2 separate regions of the Oryctolagus cuniculus genome follow, and region 1 is linked to region 2. Evidence: chromatin contacts called from public Micro-C data. All regions are on one chromosome and are shown on one strand. The core of a region is the stretch at or near the end of the contact, and the rest is flanking DNA. Distances in the headings are between cores, read along the strand shown.

Region 1 (6,428 bases), core at 1,538-4,037, 150 kb after region 2:
CTGGCTCACTCCCCCAATGACCAAAACAGGCCAGGGCTGGGCCAGGCCAAAGCCAGGAGCTTCATCCTGGTCTCCCACCCAGGTGCAGGGGCTCAAGTACTTGGACCTTCTTTCACAGCTTTCCCAGCCACCCTAGCAGGGACCTGGATCGAAAGTGAAATAGCAGGACTTGAACAAGAGCCTATTTGCAATGGCGCTACAGGTGGTGGCTTAACCCACTGTGCCAGAGTGGCACCCCCAGGCAATTTATTTCTAACTCAGACTTTGTTTATATCTTTACTTAATATATAAACACACTAAGAGTCAAGGAGCTGTAAGTTTCACTGAAATGTATTTTTAGACCTTCTGCTGAAAACACAAAAACATTTATAACTGGTAACCCTAGATCTGGCACTAAACATAAAAATATTAAATAGTAACATCTAAAAAATATAAAGACTATCTGAAATTGGAGTAGAGGCAGAAGAGGAGAAAAATATATCAAATAATTCCTTATTACTCCTAAACCTGCCTGGTCGGTAGGTACCTCATGAGACTCAAACTGTGGGACATAAACACTGCTTTTAAGATTTAACCTGGTTTCTGGTTCCTAACAGAGAGAATACATGACTTGATGGTTGAAAAATCTGATTAAAGACCAAACACAACCATTCTTCCTTCTGGGTTGTGGAGCAGGAGAAACAGGTTTCAAGTTAAGAAGTTACTATAGGGGCCGGCACTGTGACGTAGTAGATAAAGCTGCTGCCTGCAGTGCCGGCATCCCATATGCTTCGAGTCCAGCTGCTCCACTTCCAATCCAGCTCTCTACTATGGCCTGGGAGAGCAGCAGAATATGGCCCAAGTCCCTGGGCCCCTGCACCCACATAGGAGACCTAGAAGAAGCTCCTGGTTCCTGGCTTCGGATCAGCACAGCTCCGGCAGCTGCGGCCATCTGGGGAGTGAACCAGCAGATGGAAGAGCTCTCTCTCTCTCTCCCTCTCACTGTCTGTAACTCTGTCAAATAAATAAATAAAATCTTTAAAAATAAAGTTACTATATAAAAATTCTATCACTTTTACCTTATCCTTTTAAGTGCCTGGAATTTAGCCTGAATTGTTGCAGCCCTCTAATATTTTGTAAGGGAAAAATCGTCTCAAGAAACTAAAAAGAGATGCACATAAATAAAACTACAGCTTATGAAGAAGATACTTGCGACTATGAATTCCCCTCACTTGAACTGGAATGTTTAAGGTGGAACCATCTACTTAGGCAAGGACGCAATCTAGGGCAAAGGTAATGTCAAAATCTCAAGTCAAGTATCCAGCATCTGACAGCCTCTCCCGTTCAGCACAAAGGCAGCAGTCACTGAGGGACTCCAAGACATTTCTGACAGAAGCTCTAGAACAGTGTCTGACTCACATACCACCCCCCCACACCCCGACACATTTTCCCTCCTCCGCAAAATCTGCTGCTTTTCTTGTGGGCCCCCTCAGCCCTCCCTCCGCCTTCCTTAGCTCCCAACTACCCGAAGCTCTCTATATTCTCTGGCTCCATTCTCCAAGTTCCAGTTTCCTGACACATCCCAAGCATTCTTCCCATCCATTTCCTATTATGCAACATTCCCCTCCAGCACTTGGAGCGCGCACACACACACACCCATCCTTCTTTCTCAGGCATTATCCCCAACATCACTTCCCTACTGCACCTGCAGACTCCAGTCCATCTTCTCCAGCTGTTTTAATGCGATTTTCCCACATTCCTCCGGCTCTCACAAAACTTCTCATTATTTCCCAAACTTGGGCCAATCTAGAGACAGCACTCACCAAAGCAGTCATAGAAAACGAGGGGGGGGGGGGGGCAAGTGTGAAGGAATGACGCAGTAAGGGGTCTCTGAAAAAGTTCAAGTAACTCCCACATCCAACAAAACTCCTAATTCCCTCACTTTCCCAGTAATCGAGAAAGGGTCCAACGGCTTTTCCATACCTTTTAAGTTCCATGGCTTCTCTTCGACATTTTCATCCAGCTAACTCCACCATCAACTTGAAACTGACCTGCCTCCCACGCCAAGCAGCTCCCCTCACGCAACAGGCCTCCATTTTCCTAACACTCCCCCCTGCCCACTCAGAAAAGCGTCCTAGTTGAAAGTCCAGCCTTCCGTCCTCCTTACCGGGAATCCCTCGGACATTCCCAGCCACAGGTGCCCTCCCACGTCTTGCTCTTCCCCCCACCGCACAGCCCTCACCAGCCTCCTGCCCACGCCCCGCCCGGCTTACCTGAGATCGAGGTGCTGGAAGGGATCCCGGAATCCAAGGCTGAACACCCGACCGCCGACGGCCCAGAAGAGGCCGACGCCATCTTGGCAGCCCCCTCCCCGTCAGCGTCCTCGCTCCCTGTGAATCGGGCTCTTCCTCTTCTCGGAATCGAATCTTCCCCACGTCTCTTCACAAAACCCACGTTCTGAAGGCCACTTTCCCGCCCCCTCTGGGGCCTCTCAGACTCGTCCAGCCAACTCCTGGACCAGCTCAGGGCCGCACCATTCGCCTAGCATGGGGGGAGAACTCCTGTCTCGTGCCCCCTACGTAACTTCAACCGCCTTCCGCAGGAGCTGCTTTCGCCTTTCACAAGGGAGTAGCCTCAAGCTGGCTGCCGAGACCCCACGTCCGGACTAAACCACACCTAAAAGAAAAACGAAGCATGAGAGGTCCCGGAGCAGCGAACGCCCCCGCCCCCTCCTTCCTAGCCACAGCCTGTTTATCGCCCAACCCCACCGCTCCACTCGGGTGGCTAAGGAAATCCGCGCACTGCGCATGCGCCCAATCATCTCCGCGCTCCACTCAGTGGCGAGGACAGAGGAGTAAAGCCAATCAGGAGACTCTTGGTGGTCACGTGAGGCGAGTAGCTCCCGCCCTAACGCCTTCTCGGGTGAAGAAGACATGCGCGCGCCAGCCGGCTGACTGCTCCTACGGTGGCTCGGCGGGGCAGCGCTTTGAGAGGACCCCGTGATGGGGGCTCTGAGCTCCGGACGCGAGTCGACCCGGCCGGTCCTCTTCAGTTCCCAGCCCGGGAAAGAACTACGGACAGAACCGCTGGTTTCAAGGCACAGACGTTAAACAGTCGAGTATCGCAAAAACGATGTATGCCCCTAAAATCTTCCTAGCACTTTTCCGGGTTTACTACCTTGTTTACTGTTTGATTTAACGTGCGTGCGTGCCTTACTTTCCTCCTAGTGACATTTGAAATAGATCTATGTTTTGTTTGCCTCAAACAGTGCTGGGCACAGTGACAGAAGTCAGTAAATAGGCCATAAATGAATATATAAAGGCCTGTTCAAAGGAGCCACACAAGGTGATCAGACCGTATGACAGCCTTCCCGCGATCCAGGCCCTTAGCCGGCAGCAGTCAAAGATCCATGCTCCAAAGGGCATCTAGATACACAGGAAATCTCCCTCCCAGCCCCATTCTAGACTTCGTACTAACTGCTTAGTGCTGACAAAGGTCTCTGGAGGTGTGAGCACTAGCGGGCAACCTGAAGACTCGTCTGTCTCTGTAGGGAGAGCCAGGACCGTGTGGTTCACTCTTGTATCGCAAGCTCCTCCTGTGACTGCACAGATTAGGAGCCCAGCAATGGGGAAATCCTAGGCTTTGTAATCCCAAAAGTGGTTTGGTTATCATCTATCTAGATGTCCAATGGGCCCACGTAGGAACCTAGGACCTCCAAAATTTGTAGAATATCCTCTATGCGTTTATCTCAGCCTTCTACTCCCTCATCAAGATCTGAAATAATTGTTTCCTTGCTGCCACCTGCTGGCTAATTGGTCTTCCTTTGGATATTAAAGGTAGACGAACTTCAAAGGATTGGATTATCTACAGCAGTGGTATTGTGTCATATTGACACTTTATGGTGGCCAATTCCTACATTTCCCACCCAACTAAACAGGACAGGAACTAGACGGTGTGGGGTACAAGATTTGGCTCATTGACCTTCGGTAAATAAATATTTCTTGATAAATTATTCTTGTTTCCAGAAAAGACATGGGGTTGCTACAGTTCCCTGAGTTACTTTACAAATTAGCTAATGCAGACAAAGCTGTTTGTTATTTAAACATGAGAAGTAGCCAATAAATTCCTGAATGACCAAAATCTTCAAAGAGGGGAATCTCCTCCCTGGCATCTGATCTGTGAATTTGATTTCACCCCTCCTAAAAGAAGAAATCCCTATTTTCTTGAAGCTTCTTATGGGTCTTTGTTTATTGCTGTGCACCATAAAAAAAAAAAAAAAAAAAAAAAACTGTTCCACATACTACCTTGTATTATCTCAATCTGTTTACCTGTTTATCTCCCTTATAAGACTGAACTCTTGAGAGCAAAGATCACATCTTATCCATTTTTCTATCTCAAGCATCTAGAACAGTGCCTGTCACAGCATGTCTCCTGACTGGATGGCTAGATGCAGGCAAAAGTAGAGTTATGGGCGTTTTAGAAGCAGGTATCTTCCATCTTCTTCTCCTACACTTTGTCCCTGCTTCTACTCCCTAGGGTGCCCTCTGAGTCACGCAGCCACTCTTCTCCAGTAACATTCCTGGCATAGCAAAACTGGGGTGACGTGGCAGGGTGTGGAAGCAGGGGCAGAACAGGACATGTTGGCTTAATGCCCCCAAGGAAACGGAAAAGGGAGTTGACTAAATACGTACTTTGGGAAATGAGGGCAATGTGGTGAGCCTATAAGAGAGACACACACACAGACTTAAGTGCACGTGAATATGCACACACAATCTTATTAAGGCATCCTCCAAGGTGTAAAGCGGTTCCTAAGCTCGGGATGAAGGGGCTGGTTATTGGCAAGAGCAGTGCAGAGGCAAGAATAAGAGGATGGGTACTTTATTCACTTAGTCATTCATTCACTGAATTATTATTTAGCCCCAGCTGTGTCTGAGGTACTATGAGCGTTCCTAGTATACAGAAATGAAGATAAACCCCTTGCTTTCGAAAAGATCTTAAACTAATGAGGAGGAAAGACACACAAATCTTTTTTTTTTTAAAGATTTATTTATTTATTTGAATGGCCAAGTTACAGAGAGGTAGAGGCAGAGAGAGAGATCTTCCATCCACTGGTTCATTCCCCAAATGACTGCAATGACTAGTACTGGGCCAGGCCAAAAGCCAGGGGCCGGGAGCTTCACCTGGTTCTCCCACACAGGTGACAGGAACCCAAGGACTTAGGCCATCTTCTGTTGTTTTCCCAGGCACATTAACAGGGAGCTGTATTGGAAGTGGAGCAGCTGGGACTTGAACAGATACTCATATGGGATGCAGGCACTGTAGGTGGCAACTTAACCCAATGCTCCACAACACGGGCCCATACACACAAATCAGTGTCATTTTAGAGTATGCACTGTGCAATGGCTTGAGAACCATATTTTCAAAATTAAAAAAAAGATGGGAACAGAAGATGATTCCTAGTTTTGACAATGCCACAGACCATTTGAGATTAACTATTCCAAAGAATCCGGCAGACATGCTGTATCTGATTTATGGCAACTGTGCCTGGAAAGAAAGGAATTAGTGTTCAGGAAGACTTCACTGTCCCATAAAATTAGAATTTTGCCATGTAGAAATGAAAGGGATTCTAAGGAGGACCGGCACAGAGGCATGACAGTTGGGTGTGTCAGGGGAGTGATGCTGGAATAGGATGACGTGGCAAGCAGTGAGGCTAGATAGACAGGGAGAGGCTAAATTACGAAGGATCGTGAATGCCATAGTAATAGTAGTTATCACCTCCGAACTTTTTACTACAGGATCACTAAACACTGTGTCAAGCAGTTTTCAAGGATCATATCTCTGAATCTTCTCAACAGTCTTTAAAACATGGATATTATTCTTAGTCCTACTTTACAGGTGAGAAAACATTCAAACAAAGTAACTCATTCAAGGTCATGCAGTTAGATCTTAAAGCTCAAACTCAAACTGTGTTCTTAGCCATAACACCATGTTTTATGCCTTGAGAATTTTGGACTTTATCCTGTAGATGAGTCATTAAAGATTTTTTTTTTAATTTTTTTTATTTTTTGGCAGGCAGAGTGGACAGTGAGAGACAGAGAAGAGAGAAAGGTGTTCCTTTGCCGTTGGTGCACCCTCCAATGGCTGCCGCGGCCAGCGTGCTGCGGCCCGGCGCACCGCGCTGATCCGATGGCAGGAGCCAGGTGCTTCTCCTGGTCTCCCATGGGGTGCAGGGCCCAAGGACTTGGGCCATCCTCCACTGCACTCCCTGGCCACAGCAGAGAGCTGGCCTGGAAGAGGGGCAACCGGGACAGAATCCGGCGCCCCGACCGGGACTAGAACCCGGTGTGCTGGCGCCGCAGGCGGAGGATTAGCCTAGTGAGCTGCGGCGCCGGCCCGAGTCATTAAAGATTTAAAAAAAAATTATTTAGGGGCTGGCGCTGTGGTCTAGA
Region 2 (6,235 bases), core at 2,813-5,312:
TTGTAAGAGGTCTATTTTAAATTAATTATTTATTTATTCATCCATTTGAAGAGCAGAGAGACAGAGACAGACCAGAGAGAGATCTTTCATCAGCTGGTTTGCTCCCCAAATGCCTACAACAGCCAGGGCTGAGCCAGGCTGAAGCCAGGAGCCTGGAACTCAGTCCAGGTCTCCTGCATGGGTGGCAGGAATCCAAGTACTTGAGCCATTGCCTGCTGCCTCCCAAGGTGGGCATCAGCTGGATCAGAAGTGGAGGCCAGGGCTCCAATGTGGAATGCAGGCATCTCTGGCAGAGACTAACTACTGCACCAAATGCCTGCCCCTGTAAGAGACTTTCATAAACCCCAGAAAATAGTCCTTTGTCAGTTACATGTCTTGAAAATATCTTCCCCCGATTTATAGCTTGCCTTTGTATTCTTTTTATAATGTATTTTTAAAAAAAGATTTATTTATTTATTTAATAGAGTTACAGAGAGAGGGAGTGACAGAGAGATCTTCCATCTACTGGTTCAATCTCCAGATGGCTGCAACAGCCAGGGCTGTGCCAGGCCACAGCCAGGAGCCAGGAGCTTGCTCTGCGTCTCCCATTGGGTGACAAGCACTTGGACCATCTTCCATTGCTTTTCCAAGTGCATTAGCAGAGAACTGGATTGGAAGTGGAGCAGCCAGGTCTCAAACCAGCGCCCATGTGGGATGCAGGCATCGAAGGTGGCAGCTTTACCTGCTATGCCACAACCTTAGCCTCAAGGCCATATTTCTTGGTTAGAGCAGGCCAGTCTGAGCCGACGTGGCAAGAGCAAGAACCCTGGCTGAATTTTTGTAGTAGAGCTGGTGGTGACCCATCTGATTTTCAGAGGTACCATGAGGCAAAAGTCCCTAAGAAAAAATTCTGAATCCTGACAGCCTAAATTCAGATCCTGGCTCCATCCCCTACTATTTGTGTAACCTTGGGCTAATTACTAACTTTCCAATTGCCTCAGTCTCTGGCTGTGAAAGGGGACCAGTCACAGCTCCTACCTAATAGAGCTGCTATGAGATAGACAGGTAGGTAATGTGTGTAAAGCCCTTACAACAACCCAGCCCAAAGGAGAGACCTCTATGACACAGAGCTTGCCTCACGCTCTCTGGAAGCATCTGCTATTATGATGATGTGTTTCAGACCATTTTTATTGTTATTTCACAGGGCAAGGACCTGACCTGAGATTCAGTTTTGTGTCTCTTAGCACCAATGCCTGGGAGAAATAAGTCAGTGCCTGTCTTTCCTATCTCTAGCCTTCGCCCCACTCAGGCTCACCTGTGAAGGTGAGCTAGCAAGATAATCTCTGTAGCATAGCAGGTTAATACCCTGGCCTGAAGCGCCAGCATCCTATATGGGCGCCGGTTCTAGTCCCAGCTGCTCCTCTTCCAATCCAGCTCTCTGCTCTGGCCTGGGATAGCAGTAGAAGATGGTCCAAGTCTTTGGGCCCCTGCACCCACCTGGGAGATCTGGAAGAAGCTCCTGGCTCCTGACTTCGCATTGGCGCAGCTCCAGCCATCTGGGGAGTGAAGCAGCGAATGAAAGACCTCTCTCTCTGCCTCTACCTCTCTCTGTGACTCTGTCTTTCAAATAAATAAAATAAATCTTTAGGGACTGGCAATGTGGCACAGTAGGTTAATCCTCCACCTGCAGTGCCAGCATCCCATATGGGCGCCGGTTCTAGTCCCGGCTGCTCCTCTTCCAATCCAGCTCTCTGGTATGGCCTGGGAAAGCAGTGGAAGATGGCCCAAGTGTGTGGGCCCCCACACGCACATGGGAGACCCAGAAGACACACCTGGTTCCTGGCTTTGGATCAGCACAGCTCCAGCTGTGGCGGCCATTTGGGGAGTGAACCAACAAAAAGAAGACCCTTCTCTCTGTCTCTCTCTCACTGTCTGTAACTCTACCTCTCAAACAAATAAATAAAATCCAAAAAAAATTAATCTTTAAAACAATAATCTCCTTTGTGTAGCTACGATATATTTTCTTCTTTTACTAAAACTTCCCATTTATCCCCTGTCACCTGCAAATTTTTAAGCTAGCCTACTGTGCCCACTTCAGAGAGCTGCTATGAGCAGCTGTGAGCTTTGGTGCAGTGCCTGACACCCAGTGAACACCTAAGAAGTTTTAGAAGTCATCAGGAAACCTTCTTGCCAGTATATCCTAATCCCCGCTGGGTTCCCCCAGTACCACAGGAGCTGGCAGCACTGCCGTCTCCTTCTCAAAAGCACGTTGGTGATGCGCCTGGAGAACGTGCTAGAAGTCAAGGCTGCAAACGCAGCTCCGAGTGTAACCCATTTTCTGTGCAAAGCAAACTCCATCCACTTGCCAACCCGAGAGCGTGAGCTCTCTGAAACGCGATGCAAAAGCTTGGTCTGTGCGCACAGAGGGGTCACTGCTTCCATCTGATTCGTGCCTAAGAAAGTCTTAACGAAGAGGACTGAGAACCCCTGCCGCACTCGGGTCAGCGCTCTGCGGGGCTGAAAAGTTTTCCGTGGGCAGCCCACACCCGCTGCGGCAGTCAGTGGCTGAGTGCTGAACTGCGGGGCTGCAGAGGCATCAGCCTGCCTTTGCAAGGAAATGATGCACACGCGGGGAGCCCGGGAGCACGAAGGGGGGAGCGGCTGCAGCTTCACGTGGCGCGGCCGCCGCGGTGCGGGAGGGCTCGGTGCCTCTCCCTTCAGCAGGGGGCTGCGTGAGCTTAGCGCGAACGTCCATCTCTGCTACCCATACTTTGCCACTTACGTTACCCTCCACTGCTTATTTCCTCCTGGCAGCTCTGACAGCTGAAAGCAAAACCGAATCACGGGAGGACGCGGCCAAAGAAGCGAAATCTCCGCGGGGAGCCGAGCGCCCGGGCTTCCGTCCTGCGGTCCCTTTAAGAGAAGAACCTCTCGGGACCGACGGTCCCAACCGACCCCAGTTTTAACCGAAACCCAACCCGGACTTCCCCCTCTTGACTCAAATAAGCCCAACTTTGGATTTTCCCTCCCCTGCTGACCAATCAGATTCTGTTGCCAGGCAGACTTCGGCTGCCACCGGCGCGCGCCCTGCGCCCCCTGTCTCCGGGCGGCAGCGACGGCCAATGACGGAGCAGGCCGCCCGTGTATCTAGGCAGATCGCGGCCGCCGCGACCATTCAGAAAAAGGAAAATAAAGCAACGCACGAGCCCGCCGGGCCGGGACCGCGGGGCTGGGCTGGAGTGAAGGTGGCTGCGAGGTAGTTTCTCTTTCTCCTCACCTTTATCGTGGCGCGTGTTGGCAGGCGCCGGCCCGGGGCTGGGGAGGGGCGACGTGAGCCGGGAGCAGAGCTGGAAGAGATCCGGGCTGTGTTTCCAACAGCTTCTTCGCCCCTCTGCACGTGCCGCGGACCCGGGTTTCCCGCGGCCGGCCCCCGAGTTCCGCGGCCCTGCGCCCCCCGCCCGGCCGCTGCTGGGGCCCGGGGCGCGGCGGCCGGGCGGGCGGTGGGGGGCGCGCCGCGAGCCGCGAGGCTAGGGGAGAGGACGCCGGGGCCGGGGGAGCGGCAGCCGGGCCGTGGCGAGGTTGAGTCATGGAAACCCGGGCCCAGTTGGTTTTCAAGCCCGCAAGGCCAGAGGACGGCCGGATTCTTTCCGACCTCCCGAGCCGACGCGCTGGTGAGGAGCGTATCCAAGAGAGAAACAGGGAACTTTGTTTAGTGGTCCTCGTTGCTTTTGAGGGAGAGGAGGCCAGGTTGGGGTGAGAGGCAGAAATGACAGTGTCTTTCTAACGGCAGCTCCCAATCCCCCTGCCTCTTCCCGTACGGCCTCCTGGGTTTAGGAGACTTGAGAGAGGTGGGTGCAGACAGCATGGAGTTCTCTTTAGGTACGTAGATGGGCCTGGCGAAGCCATGGATTGATTTCTAATTTTCGGAGAAGGCCAGGTAGGTGGTGAGGGAAAGACCATCAGGGGGATCTGCGGGTTTTGTTGAGATCAGGAGCGCCCTGGGGGTGTCCAGGGCAAGGGCTGGCCAACAGGGGTTCAGTCTCACCACCCTCTCCCCCCTGTCGCCCCAGCCCTCATGCCGGCATGGCTGAAGATGAGCCGGATGCCAAGAGCCCCAAGACTGGGGGCCGGGCCTCCACAGGTGGAGCTGAGGCTGGGGAGCCTACCACCCTTCTCCAGAGGCTCCGAGGTACCATTTCGTAAGTACCCATCTCCAAACCCCGTTGTAGACCAGGCTGGAGAACCATCTGGCTTTCCCCAAGTGCCCCTGAGCAGGACAAGCGAGGTTCTTGCCTCTGGGAGCGATTGTCCAGCACCTGCGAGGTGTCTGAGTTCTCTTCCCTTCCCAGCAAGCTGACAGAGGGGTGGGGGAAAACCTCACGGGTGACCTCCAGCATTTTCCTCTCTTCCCTACAGCAAGGCCGTGCAAAACAAAGTGGAAGGAATCCTGGTAAGTGTGTTGGGGCTGGGCAGTAGCGAGCTGGTGTTGGTGGGCAGCAGGCTCCCAGCCTCAAGTGAATTCTTGAAAGTGAGGTGTCTTTGCGGTCCTACCCCTAAGCCAACTAGGCATTGTGGTGAGGGGTAGAGGGTCCTCTATCAGGTCCAGCTTGGCCTTATTATTTCTCCTGCCTCTGTCACCCCCGACCCCACCCCCAGCAAGATGTACAGAAATTCTCAGACAACGACAAGCTCTATCTCTACCTTCAGCTGCCCTCAGGGCCCAGCACCGGAGACAAAAGGTAGGCTTGGGGGTAGGGTTTTCGATTCTTTAGTGAGAGAGGCTCACTGGGACAGGAAGGCTCCTAACTTTTGTCCCCGATCAAGGGCTTGGTACCAGGGAAAGGTGGATCCCGGCTGAACTGATTGGATCCAGACTACTGAAGTCGTCGTCTGGGGAGAGCCAGCGTTGAGTGCTGGGTTCTCAGTCATGCCTGTCCCTTTTCCTTCTCCTGCAGCTCGGAGCCCAGCACGCTCAGCAATGAGGAGTACATGTATGCCTATAGGTGGATCCGCAACCACCTGGAGGAGCACACGGACACCTGTCTGCCCAAGCAAAGTGTTTATGATGCCTATCGGTGGGTGGAGGGGAAGGGGGGGTATGCTGCTGGGCACAGGACTGGCCCCTCCCCTGGAGAGCTCCTTGCCCTGATAGGGTTCCCAGGGACCCTGGCTTCCTAAAGGGTTCCCAGGAACCCTCTGAGCCTACCCGCAGCCTCCTTCTCTGAGTGTCTTCCCACTCTGCCCCCCACTTGCTCAGGAAGTACTGTGAGAGTCTTGCCTGTTGCCGCCCGCTCAGCACAGCCAACTTTGGCAAAATCATCCGAGAGATCTTCCCTGACATCAAGGCCCGAAGGCTTGGTGGCCGGGGCCAGTCCAAGTATCCTTGACTGGAGAGGTTGGGCCTGGAGCAGCTGGGGAGGAGAACCGGGCCTGGGAACAGCCCAACTTGGCTAAGGGGCTTCAGGCGCACCAGGCGTTGGCTGCACCTTAACTTGCATCAGATACTGCTACAGTGGCATACGAAGAAAGACCTTGGTGTCCATGCCACCCCTGCCTGGGCTCGACCTTAAGGGTTTTGAGACCGTAAGTAACAAAATGACCCTCCAGCTCTGTTCTCTCCTTGGTGGAAAGTCTGAGGACTTGGGGCGTGCTTTGAGAGCTAACACGGCATGGGCCATTATGTGCACAGCTTCTAGTACCTTCTGCCTGCCTTCTGGTTGAGGCAGAGCATGAGGAGGATCTGTGGGTTTCTGGGATGGGATAGGTAAAGGCTACTCAGGTCTCAGCTTGGCCAAGAGTAACGTCAGAGAGGGGGCAAGGGTCACCTGGTCACACCTGGAGTGTGATGGCTGTGTCCTTCCTAACCATAGCCGGAAATGGGCCCAGAAGTCACCCCTGCACCTCGAGATGAGCTGGTGGAGGCAGCCTGCGCCCTGACCTGTGACTGGGCTGAACGAATCCTGAAACGCTCCTTCAGTTCCATCGTGGAGGTCGCCCGCTTCCTGCTGCAGCAGCATCTCATCTCTGCCCGGTCTGCTCACGCCCATGTGCTTAAGGCCATGGGGCTTGCTGGTGGGTGGACCCTCCCTTCCCGCTCCCAATGCCAAAGGCCCGCCCACACGCTACATTAGTGACACCTTGGCCTTGCCTTCTGTTCCCGGCCACCCTCCTAAGACATGCTTCAGAGCTCCCTCTTGGCCACGTCTCTCCCTGTCACTCCTCCAGCCCTCGGCCTTCTCCTCACCCTCACTTTACT

The links. A called contact is a pair of places that touch in the nucleus more often than the background predicts.
Region 1: a Micro-C map of ear pinna shows a contact between it and region 2, with 3 times the contacts expected there. The contact joins the promoter of PIP5K1A here to the promoter of RFX5 in region 2. A contact is called at or near these places in 3 of 6 Hi-C or Micro-C datasets (ear pinna, psoas muscle and an unstated tissue).

What each region holds. Positions count from the first base shown.
Region 1 is chr7:46,912,674-46,919,101 of mOryCun1.1, forward strand. PIP5K1A (phosphatidylinositol-4-phosphate 5-kinase type 1 alpha) reads right to left here and starts at 2,788. Exons shown (of 15, transcript XM_070077715.1): 1 at 2,253-2,788. The coding sequence starts at 2,334. It overlaps LOC127493752 (a long non-coding RNA gene), which reads right to left and starts at 1,781. Exons shown (of 2, transcript XR_007924288.2): 1 at 1,685-1,781.
Region 2 is chr7:46,756,828-46,763,062 of mOryCun1.1, forward strand. It overlaps RFX5 (regulatory factor X5), which reads left to right and starts at 4,063. Exons shown (of 9, transcript NM_001171491.1): 1 at 4,063-4,178; 2 at 4,396-4,429; 3 at 4,636-4,718; 4 at 4,935-5,054; 5 at 5,237-5,356; 6 at 5,481-5,562; 7 at 5,850-6,051. The coding sequence starts at 4,063. LOC103350058 (a long non-coding RNA gene) reads right to left here and starts at 2,959. Exons shown (of 3, transcript XR_518121.4): 1 at 2,762-2,959.